2 separate regions of the Callithrix jacchus genome follow, and region 1 is linked to region 2. A link is a contact called in public Hi-C data. All regions are on one chromosome and are shown on one strand. The core of a region is the stretch at or near the end of the contact, and the rest is flanking DNA. Distances in the headings are between cores, read along the strand shown. Region 1 overlaps ARHGEF3 (Rho guanine nucleotide exchange factor 3). Region 2 holds the start of ARHGEF3 (Rho guanine nucleotide exchange factor 3).

The links. A called contact is a pair of places that touch in the nucleus more often than the background predicts.
Region 1: a Hi-C map of induced pluripotent stem cells shows a contact between it and region 2, with 2.0 times the contacts expected there. The contact joins the enhancer-like site here to the promoter of ARHGEF3 in region 2. A contact is called at or near these places in 2 of 3 Hi-C or Micro-C datasets (induced pluripotent stem cells and skeletal muscle).

Annotation. Positions count from the first base shown.
Region 1 is chr15:75,074,979-75,080,857 of calJac240_pri, reverse strand. The region is part of intron 2 of ARHGEF3 (Rho guanine nucleotide exchange factor 3); the gene reads right to left. Among named protein-coding and RNA genes, the nearest start is that of ARHGEF3, 74 kb to the right of the region's middle. Within about 2 kb of position 3,502, at least 3 of the 16 cell types and tissues checked have an H3K27ac peak or open chromatin away from gene starts, as enhancers often do.
Region 2 is chr15:75,000,055-75,005,608 of calJac240_pri, reverse strand. It overlaps ARHGEF3 (Rho guanine nucleotide exchange factor 3), which reads right to left and starts at 1,391. Exons shown (of 12, transcript XM_078351863.1): 1 at 1,315-1,391.

The DNA of each region.
Region 1 (5,879 bases), core at 2,253-4,752, 73 kb before region 2:
CAAGACCAGCCTAGGCAACATAGTGAGACCCTGTATTTTAAAAATTTAAAAATTAGCCAGACGCGGTGCTACATACCTGCCCCAGCTACCCAGGAGGCTGGGATGGGGGGATCATTTGAGCCCAAGAGTTTGAGTGCCACTGTAGTCCAGCCTGAGCGACAGAGCAAAACTCCATCTAAAAAAATTTAAAAATAAAAAAAAATACAGCTCTGTAATCCCTGAAATAAACCGGGGTACAAAAAAGGAAAGTCTTCTTCCTTGTAGATGTTTTCTTAGAATCCACAAAAGATCTCAGCCCTTGCTAAAATGTAGCCTATAAGACCAACATTATAAGCTACAATGATTCTACTAGGCACCTCCTGTGTCAACCACAAACAGCTTCAGAATTTGAGAGATGGGAATGGGGACATCCAGGAATAACTAAAGAGAAATGACAGCATTTATTGAGTACTTAATCTTGATTATCATAATACTTATCATAATACCACATCCTAGGTACTGACATTCATCCCATTTTACTGATGAAGAAATTGAGGCATAGAGCATTAAGTAGCTTGCCCAGAACCACAGTCAGTAAGCAGTGGCACAGTATGAGAGCCCAAGGAGGCAAACTCAACAGTAGCAATGTCTGTGGCAACCCATCTCAGTACCACCTGTCCCCACTGCCACACAGCGAAATAAAACAAAAGTGAAAGGAGTGCTGCCAATGAGAACTGGAACTGTTTGTGCAACGGGGCAATCTTAGCACGAATCACAGACTCGCAGGGAAGTCCTCTAAACGAGCCTAGCATTTCAGTTGCTGGGACAGCCTGCCCCTCCTGCTCCCTGTTGGGAGGGGTTCCTGCTATCTCTGTCTATAGACCTTACTCATTCATGTCTGGCAGCTGAGGGTCAGGGTCTGGAGCTGTAAACTGGGTCCTTGAAGGAGTGACAGCATCACTTCCATAAAGCTCCATTCTCTAATATGTAAAAGGCACAGAATAAGGTTTGCTGGGCATCCAGTAGAGGGTCTCCTTTCTACCATAACTCAGCATAGAAACAGAAGGTTACATGCCCCGGAACAAAAATGCTCCTCAGATTTGTCAAACACTTCCTAGTGTTCAAAGTATTTTTTACATATGCAGTCTCCTCTGGGATAAATCAATGTTATTTCTTGTTGCGATATGATGAGTACATATCAGAAGAGACAAATGCACAACATACAGCCTTCAAGCCTATAATTAACCTACCTGTAACACTGCACCCACACAAAGCCTGATGACCCCATAACTGTAAATAAAGCTATCCCTAGCACCTGGCACACAGTTGGTGGTTTAATCAATGTTGAATGAGTATTGGATAACCAGGAACCACTTTTAATAGGGTCTGCCACGTTCCCTGTTCCCTGGAGCCACTCAAAGCAAGTGTATATATAGAAACCATCCCAGCCATGCATTAAAGTAACGTGAGAGCAAATCACTGAGGAGCTAAGTTCTGCCCACACCTGCCAGGGGAGCTCCCAGCTGCTGATGCCAATGACCAGCGTGAGGTATCTGCAGAACCACCACACTGACAAGACAGATTTCAGTTGTTTTTAAACAAGCCATCAGAGTGGCTAATGGCTTCCCTCAAAGAAACCCCACACCTTCAGCCAACAGACAAGGAACTCATTAGTCGGAGCTGCCTCCTCCGATCTCAATTGTCCAAGGGTTTCATCCAAGCAGGCAGGAAAACAGCTCCCCGGAGCCCACATGCTGACAGGCGGCATCCGGGGTGATCAGATTTCTATCAGTAACAACACATGGCATTTCTTTCTGGCTCCAGTTCAGAATCCCACCCCACCCACCCCAACAGGCAGATCTCAGCTTTTCACAGGTCCTAAATAATCCAGCCTTTAAGAAAATACTCAGTGGGCGCGGTGGCTCACGCCTATAATCCCAGCACTTTGGGAGGCCACAGCAGATGGATCATGAGGTCAGGAGATTGAGACCATCCTGGCTATCATGGTGAAACCCCATCTCTACTAAAAATACAAAAAATTAGCCAGGCGTGGTGGTGTGCGCCTATGGTCCCAGCTACTCAGGAGGCTGAGGTAGGAGAATTGCTTGAACCCAGGAGGCAGAGGTTGCAGCGAGCTGAGATCATTGCGCCACTGTACTCCAGCCTGGCAACAGAGCAAGATTCTGTCTCAAAAAACTAAACTAAAATAAAATATACGCGTGTCAGTGACACACACAACATCACCAACACAGTCACTCATTCAATGTGCTGCCTCCCCTTGACAACTCCCCAAACGTGGTCACACTTTCTCATGTCTGCCTGGAAATCGATCTCCATCAGAGCCAGCAGACCAGCATCTCCCTCAGTCCCTGGGCGCCACAGGAATCTTCCTCCTGACATTCAGAGAACAGCCCTCCCTGGCTGAGTTTTCTCGAAGCTGGATGGCACAACCCTGCATAGGGCTCTTGAAGCCCCAAACCCCTGAGCCAACATCCAGGTGATGTTCCACTGACACACGGGGAGAAGCTGGGCTGGTGCTTCTGCCTGCGGAGGGGCCACAGGGGGCGCTCCCGGGGCAATGGTCACACTGTGTCCTCACTGGGTGCTGACTGTAAAGGTGTGCTCAGCTCATGAAATCCAGCAAGGTATGCAGTAGCTTGTATAGTTTTCTATGTTTATGTTATTCATCCGCAAAGAGTTAATAAATAAGGTACTGATTCACATGAATTTGCACTTTGTTTTGGAATGTTAGAAGTTGGAGGTGGGGGGGTTCAATAACACCATACTTCAGCCACATAAATCAGACTTTCTCAACAGCCTGAAAAACCAGTTGTTCCTGCCATCGATTGTGCGGGTTCCAGAAACACCTCCAATAGCCCTGAAGGAAAGACAGCCATGAAACAGCCACCATTGCACGTGCCTTCTGCTGAGGCTGAGGTAGAATCGATTTTGTTTATTCCAAAGTCAGGAAAGTGAGGATTTGGTCTTCCAGATGAAAACAGTCAGGCAGCTTGGTTTTCTGCAGAACCTATTTTTAAAATTGGGTTGCTCACAGGGGATGGTGCTGTGACCTGAACACACACTGTTTTTCAAAAACAGAGGCTATGCCTGCAGCGCTGCACCCTCCCTTCCACATTTACCACCCCACTCAGCCTCTTCCTAGCTGACCAGGGATGGGTGGGTTCCAGGAACTCTGCCACTCATGAGTCACCCTCCCAGTGCCTGACAACTGCTCCTGGATCTTGATCAGTTTTCTTCAAGAGACTGGCTTTGGTGTTTAGGGCTCATGCTGCAATAGCTTGCAAAAATGTTTTATATTCTCTTTTTTATGAGCAGCGTGAGCAAGTATATGAGAACATAAGAATAAAACCCCGCCCCTCTCCTCCTGAATAACAGGATACATTATTTCTGAGCCACTAGGTCAGGCCATCATTTGGCAGCTCAACTATTTAGCAAAGGCAAGTTTCTCATCACCTTTTCCCGGCAGGGCTGCTTAGCTGGGCACCTGGGGTTTGTGCCATGGTCTAGGGGCAGCCTGGTGTTTCCTGGCCAAAGGACAAAGCTGAATTGGCCTGACATCACGGGAATTTTCCTAGCCTTCTTCGTGTTCTGCTGAGATCTCCAAAATATATTAATTGTGTAGATCTTTGGGCAGAAAATTCTCAGTTGAGTCACGCTGGATGTACTTTCCTAGAACAGATCAAACTTCAGCAAAATTAAATCTGTGAGCTTTCCAGTATGATTAATCCCTAAGAGGTGGCCGTGCCAAGAATAGCCTCTTCTGGGAACCTGTGAGCGTGAGCCTCCGTGGCTCAAGCAAGAACAAAGACCACACTCATGCTTCCTGGGGCTCCTGTGGTCACTCTGCTAGCTCCCCAGAGCAGTTTGGATGACCCTGACACTTGCAATGAAATGCCACTTAACAGCCCACTTGGAAGCCAAACAGAAGTACACTGTCTGGATGGAATTGGAAGAAAAAGATCTGCAATGGGAGCTCCAGAGATCTGGATTCAAATCCACCTCTGGGATCATGGACAAGTTTTTTGTTTGTTTGTTTTGTTTTGTTTTGTTTTTTGAGACAGAGGCTCTCTCTCTTGCCCAGGCTGGTGCAGAGAAGCATGATCTCGGCTCACTGCAACCTCTGCCTCCCAGGTTCAAGTGATTCTCCTGCCTCAGCTTCCCAAGTAGCTGAGATTACAGGCATGTGCCACCACGCCCGGCTAAGTTTTGTATTTTTAGTAGAGATGGTTTCTCCATATTGGCCAGGCTGGTCTCCAACTCCTGGCCTCAACTGATCTGCCCACCTCAGTCTCCCAAAGTGCTGGGATTATAGGCATGAGTCACTGCCCTGGGCCCTGTCATTTTTCTCTGGACCTCTGTTTCCACATCTGTAAACCCCAGGGGGACAAGCACAGCATCTCTCAACTCCCTTGCAAGCTGGTGGATTTTCAATTCCAGCTCAAAAATATATTTAAAAGAATTTTTTTCAGTGAATTGTCAAAATCCAGATGGCTCTCACAAGAATTGAGAGGTTTTACATTAAAATCCCAATTTCTAGATTATCTTGGGAACTCCGTAGATCTGGCCCCCGTGGGGCCAGATTCTCAACAGGAGGCAGGAGCCAGGATGGGCAATGAGCTCGGGGGAAACAGAATGCATGGTCCAAGCCGTTGCTCTCATTTTCATGATGAGCGGCCCTGTGAGCATCAAGTTGGAGGCTCCTGTTCCTAGGTCTGGCCCCTCCCCCCCCCGCCCTTCAACATATTGCTTAAACTTTTTCACTTTCATTTCAGCTGGAATGCTCAAGAATGAACTATGAAGTCAAAATATTTTATTTTATTTTTTTAAGTATCAAAATATCTGTTAAGTGGAGATCCACCAACTGAGGGCCTCTGCCCCAGCCTGCCAGCAATTCTAGCACTGCCCATGTAAGGAACCTAGAGCTACTTCAGAAGTTCCCCGGACCCTCCAACCTCTGTGGGCTGTCTCGCACCACCCTCTACCCCTCATCCCCTCAGCTAAGAATCCACGTTTGGGAGCCAGGACAGTGAGGCCAGAGGTGGGTGGGTCTCTGAGGAGGGTGGGAGCTACATCTGCGTTTTGTCAGCCTGCTGGACACGCCAGGGTGTGCAGAGTGGCTGCAGGCCTGCCAAGTTGCTAGAAGAGATTAAACAAAAAATGAGCCACACTGCTGCAGGAGACAAACGAGGGAGTGCATGGAGAAGACCCCAACATACCCAGTGTGTGTCTGCGTGATGGAACGCCAGGGTAGGAAGATGGGGCTTTGTTCCACATCTCTTTAAAGGAACTGCACAAGTCAAGAGGCACAGGATGAAAATTCAGTTCTCAAACCAGCCCATCTCATTGGAGGTGGCAATATAATAATAATAATAAATGATAATAACAGTGAGCAGCACCACAGCATGACAGCTAACATTTAGTAACCTCTTACTCTGTGCAAAGCACAGGCATTCTCATCATCCCCATTTTAAAGATGATGAAGCAGAGGCACAGCAAGGCCACGAACTCAAACAAGGGCACACCGCAGCAAGCAGTGGAGCAGGAGCTGGAGCACAGGAGCTGCCTCCTGAGCCCGGCCTGCCTGTTCACCTCAGGGCTTTCTCCAGCCTCTTTTTAACATGCAGGCACCACAGCACACCTACCTTAGATGTTCAGAATTCAGGGACACACCCTGTCTTCTATACCGTCTTCTACTATTGAAAAATCACAATGGAATTTATTCACATGTGCACTCCTCTATATGTGACAACTATGTACATTGATATCTACATACACAGGTTATTTTACAGGGTTGTACATACAAAACTATGCATGGTTTGGAGGATTTATGCATTTTTAAGATTAATTTTGACTATCTACAACCTGTACCTGATATGCCA
Region 2 (5,554 bases), core at 142-2,641:
AATTTCCCAGTGCGGAAGGGAACACTATGGCTATGGTGTAAACACCACCAGCTCCGTACTAGAAGGAGCAACAGCCTGCATACCCACCTCATTGAGAAGCTCGGGCTGTGCACGAGCTGTCAGATGTCAGTGATAATAATCACAAGAGCCGCTAACACAGAGGATTTACCCTGTCTCCATCAGTATTTTAAGCACTTTATCCCCATACAACAATTTAAGGTTTGTACTGTCATCCCCATTTTATAGATGAGAAAACTGAGGCATAGGTAAATGAAGTAACTTGCCGAGGACTACATAGCTAAGACAAAGACCCACGGAAGCTCTCCTCTTCCACACCCCACAGAAGAGAGTGGATATACCTGGAAGTGCACGAAACGCATAAAAATAAGTTTCTACCGGTACATTCAGGGGCAACTACCGCCTGGCAGTTCTCCGGTTCTCGCCGAGTGCGGGAAGCAAACCTGGGCCAGGGAATAAATCCAGCAAGCCGAGTCCTCTAGGAACAAGGCGCTCTGTTTCCGCGACATTCAAGCACAAGATGAGTCTGCTGATAGTGCGAGAGCAGCTCTTCACCACCGCAAAGCCCAGGGGAACCCGTTTCCACCCGGTTCGATCAGCTTCCAGCCTCAGAAAACGCTCACCCTTCTTTGGCACCCACGTTGACCTTAACCCCTCGGCGTCCGCCACCCTGGCGTCCTATCCCGGGATTTTCTGGCCGCTTGGTTTAAAAGGTGCAGCCGCAGGGACAAGGGCCTCAGGCAGGCTGGTAAGGCGCCCGCCGCCCGGAGCGCCCTGAGCCCGGCTCCCCCGCCGCGAAGCGACCCGCGGTCCTGTGATCAGCCACGAGCAGCGCCCGAAGCGACGCTGACCTGCTGGTGCCCCGCCGGGCTGGAGCAGAAAGTTGGGCGAAAGGGGCGCGTCCCAGGACAGGTGGCGCCTCCCTCCCCGGAAGTGGCTCCGGGAATTTTCGCTCCAGGGGCTACCCGGGGACCAGAGTCAGGGTCCCCAGCAGGAGCGGCGGCTGGTCGGAGCTGGCGGTGCCACTGCCCACCTGCGCTGCGCCCAGTGCGCCCCCGTGCGCTCGGTGTACCCCAGACCAGGGAGCCCTCAAGGCCTGCCGGGGTCGCCGAGACCTGGCAGGGTAAGTCGGAGGTGTGAGTGGGGGGTCCAGCTCAGGAGACGGGGGAAAAGGAGGGACCAGCCCGGAAGAGGGTCCCACTCCGGGGGATCTAGCGGGGGTGTCCTGCCAAAGGGGTGTCCAGCCTGGGAGGCTCTAGAGGGGGAGCGGGGATCCCGGCTGCTTCCCGCACTCACCTCGGCCCCGGCACTGGTTCGGCTTCTCCCGGCCAGAGAGCGCACCGCGGCGGCTGCAGCTGCGGCAGCGGCTCCCCGGGGCGGGGCGGGGCGGGGCCGGGCCGGGGGCGGGGAGGCCGGGCCGGCCACGTGGGCTGGAGGCGGGCTGGGGACCCCTGCGGGTGCCGCAGCGGGGAGGCGCAGGACTTGGAAGTGGCCACGGTACCGCTCGGCATCCCCCGCTTCCCAAGCCCGGCCTGGGTCTGCGGGAAGGTCCGAAAGAGGAGAGTGGGGACCCCAGGACATCCCTCCCCCGCCGCCGCCTAAACAAGACTCAGGCGGAGATAATTGAGCGAGTCCGAGGAGGGGTAAACAGTCCTGGCCCTCGCTCCCTCAAGAGAACTCGCCGCGGAAACCCCGAGGGCAGGTCGAGGGCCAGGTACTCGAGTGGGACGGGACTCTCGTACTGGGGTGGGAGAGGCTGCCCTAGCGGGCGGGGGCCAGAGCTTGCACACGGAGCCCCACCCCCACCGCTGGGCTGATCTTGGGCGTGTCAGGTCTCGCCCAGGCCTCGCTTTCCTCGACGGTGGAGGTGAGAATGAGGACGATCCTCGAGTTGCCCTCAATCGTCGGCTTGCAGTTGGACGCCGAGCCTGAAAGGCCTGGGTCGAGCATGCGGAAATAAACATGGTACTCTAAAACGAGTTTCTGCAGGCATTCATTCATTCAACAGATGAACGCCTAAGGTCCTCACCACCTATTAAAATCAGAAATAAAGAGTGCCCTAGACTGTAGTCACTGGACTCTTAAGAAAGTGTAAACCCTGACGCTAAAAATCAAAAATTCATCTGTTGCTCACATGTGGTGCCAGCGGTGCATTTTAGGTGCTTGATGGAAATTAACATTAACGACAGCCTTTAAGGTGTAGGGTCTGTGCCACCCGCTTCTCAAATGAAGAAATCGAAGTTCAGCAAGGTGAAGCCAGCCCCCAGAGCCCGAGGATCACAATCTGGCCCCTGTTTACAGAGGAAAGAGCATCCGTCCAAGGTACTAAGGCTCTTCCCCAGGTGCAGGAGGTGGGTGAGGGTTGAGAGCTCCCTGGGAGGCCACCTGTCCTGACAGCAGGTGCTGGGATGCAGACCTTCCAGATTTCCTTCGCAGCAACCTCTGCTTTCTGTTGCAGGTGCTTAGCCCCGCAGTGCTGTGTGGCCTCTTCCTGGCCTGCAACCCACTTTTTGGGCTAGAAACTGGGCGTTTTGAGCAAACCAACTTGTATTCCAACAGCTGCAGCTTCATCCCACTACAGATTCTAGAGGGTTCCTTGACTCCAGATCCAATGCATTATGACCCACCAGTTTCCTGTTCAGGGAGCACACTCTCCCCAGTACTCCATTTCCAAGGACGACCCCTGTGTCCAGACCCCTAGTCCTCAACCTTTTCCCCAAGAACCCTTTTGTCATTCTCGTTTCTCCCGAATGCACAAGATCCATACAACAACCAGCCGTGTTTATCAGGTAATTGTATTTATTAAGCAAAGAGCTTCTCTTCCCTCTGAAGTCCTTGTTCCCTCCTCTGAGCTCAGCAGTTGCTTTGGATCTACCAGCCAACACGGTACTCTACCCAGGCAGCCTTGTCATAGAGAAAATTTTTCTTTGCATTAGATTCAATTTAACAATTATTTGAGCATCTACTACATGCCACACACTGTGTTAGGCTCTGGGGACAGCAGTGACTAGGATACCAAGATAGACACAGTCCCTGACCCCATGGAGGGTATGAGCTGATGAGGGAGAGTCGACTGACCTCTCACCAGGCGGCTAGGGAGCAGGACATGGTGACAGACACCTGGAAGAAGCACTGGCCCAGGCAGAGGGGAGGTGTCCTGTGAAAAGGGGGCTTGGGCTGAGCCCTGACCAGGCAGGGAACCAAGCAGGAGAAAGATGAGAAGACAGAAAGTGTGGAAGCTCAGAGGTGGAAGAGTACAGGCCACACTCTGCAAGTCCGTGGACAGGGAGGGAGGGGGAGAAGGAGGCTGGAGGGGCCTTGATGGCCAAGGGGAGACATTAGACCTTGTCCACCGAAAGGTTCAGGCAGAGGCACGATGGGATGGAAGCTACAGTTTGAAGACATCACACTGGCTGCCGAGTGAGAGATGATGCGGCGAGTGAGTCTCCTGTACACAGTCAGAGGCAATGTGCCTTTTTATTGTTACTAAAGGCAAATGCCTTGACTTCCTCTGTTTTATAATTCAGGGTTTCCGGAAAGCAGGACACATCTGCAAGCAGGATATTTAGATTAGCAACACAGCAATTTGACCCACAGGGTTTCTATGTGCAGCTCTCCCGTCCATGCCATGCTTAGCTCTAAGGTGGGCTTGGGGTTGGGGAGGACTTCGTTCCTAGACTCAGACAGAGAGTCTGTGGTAGGAGAGATTATACACCCAAGGACTGTCCTTTGTTGGGGTGAGAGAGGGGATACGCAGGAAATGTGGGTGCTATCCACAGAGTTAGGAAACTGAAGACTCCAGAAGCCCCTGATGGTCAGTCATCTTTTCTCAGAGCCTCTGATGGTCAGTCATCTTTTCTCAGAGCCTCTGATGGTCAGTCATCTTTTCTCAGAGCCTCTGATGGTCAGTCGTCTTTTCTCAGAGCCTCTGATGGTCAGTCGTCTTTTCTCAGAGCCTCTGATGGTCAGTCGTCTTTTCTCCTCAAAATAATCGGTTTATTCATAAGGGCCCATTCCCATTCCTGAGTTCAGCTCCCTCTCCCTGAACTACAACACAGGATGAGAAGGCCATATGCAGTGGCTCACACCTGTAATCCCAGCACCTTGGGAGGCCAAGGTGGGAGGATTACTTGAAGCCAGGAGTTTAAGACCAGCCTAGGCAACAAAATGAGATCCCCGTCTTCACCAAAAATTTAAAAATTAGCTGGGTATGGTATCGTATGCTTGTAGTCCCAGCTACTCAGGAGGCTGAGGCAGGATGATTGCTTGAGCCCAGTTTGGGTTGCAGTAAGCCACTATTACACCACTGCACTCCGACCTCCTGGGCTGACAGAGAAACCTTATGTCAAAAAAAAAAAAAAAAAAAAAAAAGGCTAGGATCAGAGCAGTTACTTCACAAAATCATCAATTGGGGAAGCCAGGGTTCCTGCAAGAGACCCCCCCACCTGGATGGTTGAGGATAAGCTATGACTGACACCAGGCAGAAAAGCAATGGAGAGAGGCCGGGGCAAGGGGCTGGGTAGCACCTTCAGGGAAAGCAGCCACAGGAGAAAGCACAACCAGGGTCAAGGGTGGGACTCTGAGACCACAGACCCCAGCCACCTAGTAACCACTGGACACTTTTAACACTTGCTGAGTGTCTGTCGTGTGTAACCTTACATTTAAAACCCTCTGCTTCTGTAACCTACTCATTGTAAAGCAAAGTAGAAAATACCCGAGGTACAAAGAGTAAGAAAACCAACCCACAATCACACCCCCAAGTGGTAACCACTGTTAATTTGTGTCCTTTATTTTTCATTTAACATTGTGAACTCTTCCCTTTGTTATGAATATTCTTCCAAAACATGATTGCCAAATACCATTTGGTCCATTGTATGCATGTGTCCTCCTATAATCAATCCGACTAGTACTTGGTTTGTTCCTCATTTCTTATTATCAGGATAATGCTTAGTAACAAATTTTTTTGTTTGCACACCACCACGCCCAGCTAACTTTTTTGTATTTCAGTAGAGATGGGTTTTCACTGTATTGGCCAGGATGGTCTCGATCTCCTGATCTCGTGATCAGCCCACCTCAGCCTCCCAAAGTGCTGGGATTACAGGCATCAGCCACCATGCCCAGCCTGTATTTTTTTTTTTTTTTTACAAAAACCTCTGAGTCCTTTATTAAAGTCTGTATTTTTTTTTTTTTTTTTTTTTTTTTTTTTTAGTAGAAATGGGATTTCGCCATGTTGGCCAGGCTGGTCTCAAACTCCTGACCTCAAGTGATCTGCCCATCTTGGCCTCCCAAAGTGGGGATTACAGGCGTCAGCCACCACTCTGGCCTGAAAATCTTTTTTCTTTTTTTTCAAGGCAGGGTCTTGGTCTGTTGCCCAGGCTGAAGTGTAGTGGCATGATCTCAGCTCAGTATAGTCTTAACCTCCCAGGCTCGAGTGATCCTCTCACCTCAGCCTCTTAAGTAGCTGGGACTATAGGTGTGCACCAACCATATCCAGCTAATTCTTGTATTTTTTTTTGTAAAGACAGGGTCTCACTAT